Regions from separate parts of the Mus musculus genome. Here region 2 is linked to region 1. Evidence: chromatin contacts called from public Hi-C data. All regions are on one chromosome and are shown on one strand. The core of a region is the stretch at or near the end of the contact, and the rest is flanking DNA. Distances in the headings are between cores, read along the strand shown.

Region 1 (4,447 bases), core at 1,070-3,569:
CTACAACACTGGTATGGGGGGAAACTGTCCCTCAGAGCTGCAACTCTGCGGAGCACTGCGGAGTGCTGCTGGGGTTGGAGGTGTGTGCCACCATTCGGACTCCACCTCACTTTTGAAGCAGAGTTGCTCACTGAATCAGGAGCTCACTGATCAGCTTGATTGATTGGCTGACAAGTCCAGGAATCCTCCTGCCTCTGTCTCTCTAGTGTTGGGATTGCAGGCACTCCCCTTGGTGACCAGCTTTTTTTACATGAGTTCTGGGGATCTGATTTTTAGAGCCGCACACTTTTGTGGCAAGAACTTTCCCCCACTGGACCATCTCCCCAGCCCTTGCTTTTGAAATCTTATGACACACATATTTGATTCATCAAGAACGTCCTGAAGAAAGGCCAGCTACCCCTCCGGGCAGAGAATAGTTTCCTGGTTGGAGTCTTTTCTCAGAACATTCCAGAGGTTCTCATTTAAAACAGAGAGAGTTCCCTGCTGGAAGAGAATCTGAGTCTTTGTAGTCTCTGTCTGCGGAGGGGGCTTTCTAAGGGACACCTGCCCATAACTCTGCAGTGAGGGCTGTGGGAACGTTTCCTTTGCTTTTCAGTTACTTTGTATCTGTCCTACACCTTACTCAAAGGGTTGAGACTAGGCATGCCTCTACAGAGTTCTGCAGCTGTATGGTTCCCTTCCAGGACCATCTCCCACCAACAGTTAAGTGTCCACTTAACCCAGGGAAGGTTGTATTTCCTACAAATAAAATTTCTGTTGCTCACTTTATCCACAAAGAGTAAAGAGGGAAAGGATAAAGAGGGGGAGGGGTAGGAAGGGAGGGAGGGAGAGGAAAGTCCAAGGTAGAAGAAAGGGAGGCTGGAAATGCTGGTTAATGTGTTATTTGTTGGACCCTCTCGAATGTAAATGAAGGACAATGTCCACCTTGTAAACGCTAAGATGATTTTCAAGGCAGGGGTATCTCTCGAGGATGTCAAAGGAAGTCCTGTGGCATAAGGGTCTCAGAAGCAAACAAACAAAAAGTGTCTTACTATTTCCGCTCATGATCTCCATATAATGTAATGAGATAATCTGGTCAAAGTCACTTCAGGGTGGGGGAATCATAAAGAGACTTGTAACTGGAACCAGAAAGTCTGCAGGCTTGGAGTGGCCTAGTACAACCTTCTGTTCTTCATTTATATGTGGTATCTTTGGACTGGAATTCTGTCTGTGCCCCTAAATTTAAATTTCGAAGAGGCTCTGATTGGACCGGAATGTAATTTGCTATGTCAGGTCATTGTTATGGCAGAGGCTGGTAGGCTGTGGGTCACCTCTTGCCTAACCCATTGGAATAATAGGGTGTAGACATGGAAAATGGGGTAGTCTCTGGCTCAGGACGTGGTTCAGCAATGGTGCATTTGCTTAACTTGTGCAAAGCCCTGGCTTTGACCCTCAGCACGACAAGGAATCATTTTTAATTTGTTTTAAGGAATTTCTCCTGAGGGAACACAGGTGAGCAAGGCACTGAACACATGCAGTTACTGTGAAGGAATTAAAAAGAATTCCCCAAGTTTAAACCTCCAGGCTCCCTTGCGAGGCTAGAGTCTGTTCTCAGCCCATCTAAGTCTCGGCCTGATCACCTTGAGTATCTGAAGACCCTGCTTAAGAAGGAGGAAAAGGTGTGTAAATAATTTAAGTTATTTTTATGTAATTCTTCAGGTGCTATGGTATAAAAATTTGCCAGAGCAAAGACTACATCTTCTCCATAACCATGCCCTCCATAGGCTTGGCCTGGTTCCTTTACTCTCAATAATGTATTTGGCCTTGATAATGCAAAATTGAATGCAGTCATCCTCTCTGCAAGTCCAACACATAGATAATACTTCCTATCCGGTAAAACAGCAAAACTCCTAATGTGTTTGTGCTGGTTCCAGCCCACATCCTGCTATTGGTGAAAGACTCTCAGGAACAGTTTCTGGTTCTGCTTGTCCCTTTTTTAAAACAGACAAACAAAACAAAACACCTGATGTGTGACAAGTAGAGATGACTTGCTGGAATCAGTTCGTTCCTTCCACCTCATAGGTCTGAGATTCAATGTGGGTTGTCAGGCTTAACCAGTGAGCACCCTTACCTGTGGAGCCATCTTGCAGGCCCAGTCTTAAATGAAACAAAAACCAACCACTCATAGGCACGAAGAAGTAAGGTTCCAGCCTCTTTCCTTGCCCTTCGCTCCCGTTCAGAAGTCAGGAAGGCCTTCTGTGACCCAGAAATCTAGATGCGTTGCCCTTTGCCTGTGTCTCAGAGATGCCCTTTGGAGCCAATCAATGTGGCTGGAGGCCATTCGTCCCGACTAAGAAGCCTGCTCACCACCAGGAGAAATTTCCTGTGCTGGCTGACAACCTTAGTGTACAGATTCTTATCACTAAATCAACACAGCCAGGCTCCCCAAGGGACGGCTTTTTTCCTGGTAGAGCATTTCCTACCAGTTCTTACTCTGTCACGTTGATAAGTGTGCTGATTTTTTTTTTATGCCACCTTGACTAGGCACTGGCGCGTTCTAGCGACTGTCAAAGATGGATGTGTGCAACATCTGTTCTGCCAAAAAATATGGATTTCATTCAAGTATAGCTTTATGTCTAAGTAGGGATGGAGAATCTGGCTAGAAGACATAGCCTGGGGCTGTGTTATCTCCAGCTTATCTGTACCTGTCTCTCTCTGTCCCTCTCTTTCCTTTTCTTCCTTTTCTTCTCCATTCCTCCCCCTCTTTCTTCCACTAAACCTGAATGCTTTTGCCGGGAAATTGTTCTTTGATTTACCCTGGCCCCACCGATCCCTGTCATTGGCCCAGTCAGACATGTTCATACCCAGCAATTAGCACCAACCGTAATTGCCAACCATTCTGGATTTTCTTGGCTCTGCAGGCCTAAGGCTGAGCCTCTATCTCTGCAGGCAACAGGACAAACTCTCTGACAAGTCAGAGAGGCCTGGGTACTCAAGACAGCTTTCCAGTTTTGTTAGGTAAAGAGCCCACCCTGTAGACAACACTTGGTAGAACCAGAGTGCCAGGCCACACTAGCTTCTCTGTACTCTGTGATATCTCGCATGAAGAACTCTCCATAAACACAAGCACAATGCCAGTGATACTTACAGTGGCTGACAGGGACTCAGGGACAGCTCCATGGTTCTTCTCAGAGTTCAGCGTTTGAGCTGTCTCTTGAAGACTTGCTTACTTGTTTGTGTGGTTCATGTGTTTGTGTGTTTGAATCAAGCACACACACATACTGCCTACTCACACATCCCTTAAGGTCTTTATCTATCTACCCACCTTCTTTTCCTTACATTTCCTTTACTGAAGGAGTTGCCACTGTCCTGTAGAAGGCCCTGTACTCTGAGCCTATGGGCTCATCCTTATGATATCATCTAGCTCTATAGGCTGCATCCTTATGGTATCAGGAACCATTGCATCCAGCTCAGCTGGCCAGGTGCTTGCCTAAGACCCATGAGCTCTGGGCTCCATCCTCGGCATGGCAGAGACTGGACTTGGTGGTACATGCTAATAAGCCCAGCAATTGGAGCATGGTGGCAGTAGGGTCAGACGTGGAAGGTCATCCTCGGATACATGCTTTAGGTGCCAGCCTTCGATCTCTAAGATGCTGTTTTCCAAAAAGGTTAGAAATGTTGTCCAATCCCCTGTGATTTGAAGAGCAAGAACATTCAACTTGAGTGTGTTTACTTTCTCATAGTTACAAAAGACACACAGTGGCTCCTGTCTCTCTGTTTTGGGCTATTGAGATTGATCAGTATGCTCAGGCGTGGTCAGGCTGAGTCCATTAGAGAATTCCATTAGAGCCAGGTGGTGGCGGCACAGGCCTTATCCCAAGAGGCAAAGGCAGGCAGATCTCTGAGTTTGAAGACAGCCTGGTCTACATAACAAGTTCCAGGAGAGCCAAGGATACACAGAGAAACCCTGTTAAAAATATAATTAATAATAATAATAATAATAATAATAATAATAATAATAATAAATAACCCCCTGTTGATTTTTAACTGCAGATTCAGTAGCCACTGATGAACATAACCTGGATCCAGCCAATATTTCCCCAGGGTGGCAACATCATCTGTCCCTCTTCATTGATTAGCTCATCTGTCCCTCTTCATTGATTCATTGATTAGCTAGAATTTACTTTTTCCATGTATGCTTCTCTATCATCTATTGGTTACCATAAAATTTAATTAGTCTTCCTATTCCAGGAAAGGAAGAAAGTTTCACTATTTCTTTTTTGTTACTGGGTTTCCAAAGTCTCCAAAGATGACCAAAGCATTTTTATTTATTTATTTATTTTATTGGTTTTTCGAGACAGGGTTTCTCTGTATGGCCCTGGCTGTCCTGGAACTCACTTTGTAGACCAGGCTGGCCTCAAACTCAGAAATCCGCCTGCCTCTGCCTCCCGAGTGCTGGGATTAAAGG
Region 2 (4,148 bases), core at 300-2,799, 58 kb before region 1:
TCAGTGGATGAAATTTTGCTGTCCAAGCATGAGAACCCGTGTTCAGATCTTAGCACCCATGCAAAAAGTTAACAGATTCTGGGGGATTGATAGCCAGCCAGTCTAGTCTAAACAGGTTCCATGAGAAACTACCTTATCTCAAACACAAGGGAGAGAGAGAGAGAGAGGCAGCCAGCATCTGCCTCTGGCCTCCATATATACAAGTATGAGCAAACACACCCCACAAACATACACTATGCATGTACTCATACACATATGCACATACACACACACATACAGAGTTTTAGTTCTTTGTTGGACAACATGAGATGTTTTCATTGAAAGTGTAATGCTGTATGTGGCCCACAAGCCCCTACCCTATCCTCACACAGCAACTTCTGTCTAGATCCATCCATCACTCACAGGTTCCTCTCCTTTCCCATCTTTGAGGTTGGGGGCGGGGTGTGAAGTGACCACGCGTATTGAATCTTACTGACTCTCCCATCTTTGAAAGCTCAGTTCCTCTTGATGGAGAAGCTTCCAGCCTCTCTGCTGAGACACCCCTGTGTGCTGCTGCCCTGTGTAGACCTGAGCTGTAGCTTCCAGCCTCTCTGCTGAGACACCCCTGTGTGCTGCTGCCCTGTGTAGACCTGAGCGGTTGAGCTCATCCACGGGGCTTTGTTCAGGTGTCTGGGAGTTCCCAAAAGACAGAGGCCTGTCTGACTCATTCCTGTCTCTAAGTCACGGTGTGGATGTCAGACCAAAGCAAAGCAATCGTTGTTGTCTGAATTAAATCCAGGCCTTTGCATGTCCCCAACAGAAATTTCCAGCTTTAATGTGTAAGCTTACCATGGTCTCTTTAAGGGGTTGGGGGAGACTTGAAGGTTCTTTCTCATAGCAAGAAACCTCTGTAATATCTGTCTCTTAACATTTGGTCCTGTGTGTCCCTTTCTCTCACCATTCCAGAGTTAGTGTCACCAGCAGCATAATAAAATGAGCACCTATCACTTGAGAGACAAGGTTACCAAGCAAGGCTTTGTTAAACAGGGCAGCCGAGGTCAAAATGGTGGAGTAGGAAGCTGTAGACACGTTTCCCCACAGGAACGAGGAAACAAACAAAAACGTGCCAAGGCCAGCACTTTCTGCGAAATGGGGAAAACTGTGCAGCAGCTGTGCAAACACGATTACGCAGCTGGGGTGGGAAACACCACCTTCAAAATGACAGGGAAGTCCTGAAGAATTTTCACATTGGGCCCATCCCTCTGCCCAGAATGGAAGCCAGAATCCAGTTCCCTCTTTCAAACCAGAGCAGGAACAGACCTTTGAAATGTATTGAGAATGGTTGTTTCGATCTTACACCTGATACTTAGACAGTAATTCTGTTCGTGGGCAGTGACTCCTCACCCAGGTTCACCAGTAAGCAAAAGTGTCTCCAGGCCTGGCATCTGTGACGTGTACTCCTCGCTGCTCTGGGACAGCCATCTGCTTGCCTCTTCGTAGGCATGTGAATCACTAAGGTGTGTCTGTCTGAAAGCCTGTTGCTTGCCCCGCCTCATCAGGGTGCAAGAGATAAGACGAACTGAGTCAGCATCTTTCACAGTGTGCTGTCCAGACCCCTAAACCTCCCAGTCACTGTCCTGAACTGCCACTCACCTGACATCTCAGGAATAGCCTCGCCTGTAGACAGATCACCTCATGGTGAGATCGCCTCCAACCCAAAGCCACCATCTTGTGGGAACTGACTTATCCCCTCAGGCAGTGAGGGTTTCTTCCTTCAAGGACCCTGTGAAACTGGAGCTGAGATACTGACCAAGCCGACCACACCTTGGCCAAGGCCATTTAGCTATGCAGGCCTCTTGCCCTAGACCCCACCCTTCCCTACGTGAACCTCACACTCACATCAACGTCCCAAGGACAGACTGGAGAAGTCACTGACCTCTTTATTTTGTATGTCCCAACACGGCAATAGCCATTAAATCTCCTTCCTGCAGTGGCTGGGGAGAGAGGGCTCAGTCAGTACAATGCTTGCTGCATGTACAAGACGTCCTGAATTCAGATCTCCAGGGCCCATGTAAAAGGCAGACTTGGGAGTTCCTGTCTGTAACCTCAACACTGAGGGCACGGAGACAGGAGGAACCCCGGGCTCAGCGGCTAGCCAACAGCCGACCTCAGTTAGCAGCTGGTTCATTATCTCCAAAAGTAAACAGTGATTGAGGAAGGAAGACACAAAACCTTGACCTGTGGCCTTCATGGACATAAGCACACACCCATAAACACACACACACTCACACACACACACACATACACTCACACACACATACTCTCACATACACACACTCACACACACACACACCTCCATTTTTTTGCTTTCAATCATTGATTTAATTGGTATGTTTGCCTAAGTGCTGGGGTTTTTGCTGTAACATGGCAATAATCCCTCTGGGGTGGATGTCTAAGGGATACCACACACAAAGGACACAAGGTAGACTATTTACTCATAGTTGTCTCAACAGAAATGATGGTGATGAAAACACTTAGTTAAGGGGCAGCCTGGTTGGAGGAGCATTTGCCTGGTGTACTCAAAGCCCTAGATTCAATCCAAGCACCACATAAACTGGGCATGGTGACACATGCCTACAATTACAGCACTCTGGAGGTAGAGGCAGGAGGATCAGGAGGAAGGGAGGGAGAGAGAGAGGAGGAGAGGGGAAGGAGTGGGAGGGGGAAGGAGGGAGAGAGGGAGGGAGGGAGGAGAGAGAGAGAGAGAGACTACTTAAGGACTATAGAGGTTGAAGCAAAATTCTTTTGGCAAACAGGACCTAGAAAGGAATTGTGTTCATAAAGGAGTTTGGAAAGCAATGCTTTCCAAATGTCCAATGCCCAGGCAAGACACATGCCCAGGAAAGACTTGAGAAAGCCTTGAACACTCGTCTTGGATTGATCCCAAAGCGAGAGCAACTACAAGTTGACCTTCAGGATCTTAGGAGTCTCCCTGAGAGCTGAAGGTGGGCTCGGGCACTCAGCTGCAAAGACTGGGGGCACACGCTGGGCATCTCTTAGTCTATTCTGGTTTTGTATTTCTTGTTCTTTTTTTTTTTTTTTTTTTTTGATTTTGGAGTTTTGTTTATTTGCTTCCTTCTTTGTAGATTTAGCTCCTGTTCTTCAATAAAACTCAAAGTGTTAGTTAAACATGGACAAGATGAATGGAAACTTCAGTGGCCCCTCCAATAAATAATCTTTATAAAAGCAGTCTAGGGGAAGTCTCAGAACAAACAAGCCAGTGTGGCTCTTACCAATTTAAAAAAAAAAAAAAAGTTTTTTTAGGCCAATTTGGTGAAAGAGAAGTACCTGGTTTTCAGAGTTACTAAATTATATTTTTTTACATACCTAGCTGAAAACAAAACTTATTATGAGATACAACGAAACAGAAACATTGCTCACTCAGAAGCCCAGCCCTCAGGAAGCAGGGGCAGGCATCTCTATGAGCTGCTCCGGGCCACCAGGGCTACCCAGTGAGACCGTCTCATCAGAAGAAATGGTCACCAAAAAGATGGACTGGGAACCTCTCTGGTGAAGCACAAGATGGACTGGGAACCTCTCTGGTGAAGCACAAGATGGACTGGGAACCTCTCTGGTGAAGCACAAGATGGACTGGGAACCTCTCTGGTGAAGCACAAGATGGACTGGGAACCTCTGTAGTGAAGCACAAGATGGACTGGGAACCTCTCTGGTGAAGCACAAGATGGACTGGGATCAACTGCTTCCAGATGAAGACAACGTTATCATTTACTTTTTCATTCCCGCGACCAAAGTATCTGACAGAAACAATTTAAGAGAAAGTTTTATTTGAGCTTAAAGTTCAAGGAAAGATAGTTTATCATGTGGAGAAGTAATGGCACGGGAGCCTGAGTTGACGGGGCACACTGTCTCTTGTGAGAGCCGATAAGTGGAGTTGCTTTATAAAGGCCACACAATGGTGATCCCTTTCTTCCATCAAAGATCCACGTCTTAAAGGTTCCACAACCTTCCAAAACAGAGCGACCAATGGTGGACCAAGTGCTAAAGCACACGAGTCTAGGGTACATCACACATTCAACGTACAATAAGGTTAAAGCGCCGACTTGAGCACACAGAAGAAACTAAACCTGTAGATGGGACCCTTGACATGA

What was found. Hi-C and Micro-C count contacts between places; a contact is called where the count stands out from the background.
Region 2: a Hi-C map of colon epithelium shows a contact between it and region 1, with 3 times the contacts expected there. The contact joins two enhancer-like sites. A contact is called at or near these places in 1 of 39 promoter capture datasets (embryonic stem cells), 2 of 15 datasets of contacts at CTCF or cohesin (both in embryonic stem cells), 65 of 484 Hi-C or Micro-C datasets (2-cell embryo, the AML12 cell line, CD4 T cells and 35 more), 26 of 115 datasets of contacts at active chromatin or transcription factors (CD8 T cells, DN3 thymocytes, the HPC-7 cell line and 15 more) and 4 of 9 other capture datasets (adipose tissue, embryonic tail, liver and 1 more).

Annotation. Positions count from the first base shown.
Region 1 is chr3:31,073,918-31,078,364 of GRCm38.p6, reverse strand. The region is part of intron 1 of Gm33694 (a long non-coding RNA gene); the gene reads left to right. Among named protein-coding and RNA genes, the nearest start is that of Gm33694, 3.8 kb to the left of the region's middle. Within about 2 kb of position 2,319, at least 21 of the 459 cell types and tissues checked have an H3K27ac peak or open chromatin away from gene starts, as enhancers often do. A contact at or near this core is called in colon epithelium and pancreatic islet, where this site is marked.
Region 2 is chr3:31,131,857-31,136,004 of GRCm38.p6, reverse strand. No RefSeq gene overlaps it. Among named protein-coding and RNA genes, the nearest start is that of Cldn11, 16 kb to the left of the region's middle. Within about 2 kb of position 1,549, at least 75 of the 459 cell types and tissues checked have an H3K27ac peak or open chromatin away from gene starts, as enhancers often do. A contact at or near this core is called in colon epithelium and pancreatic islet, where this site is marked.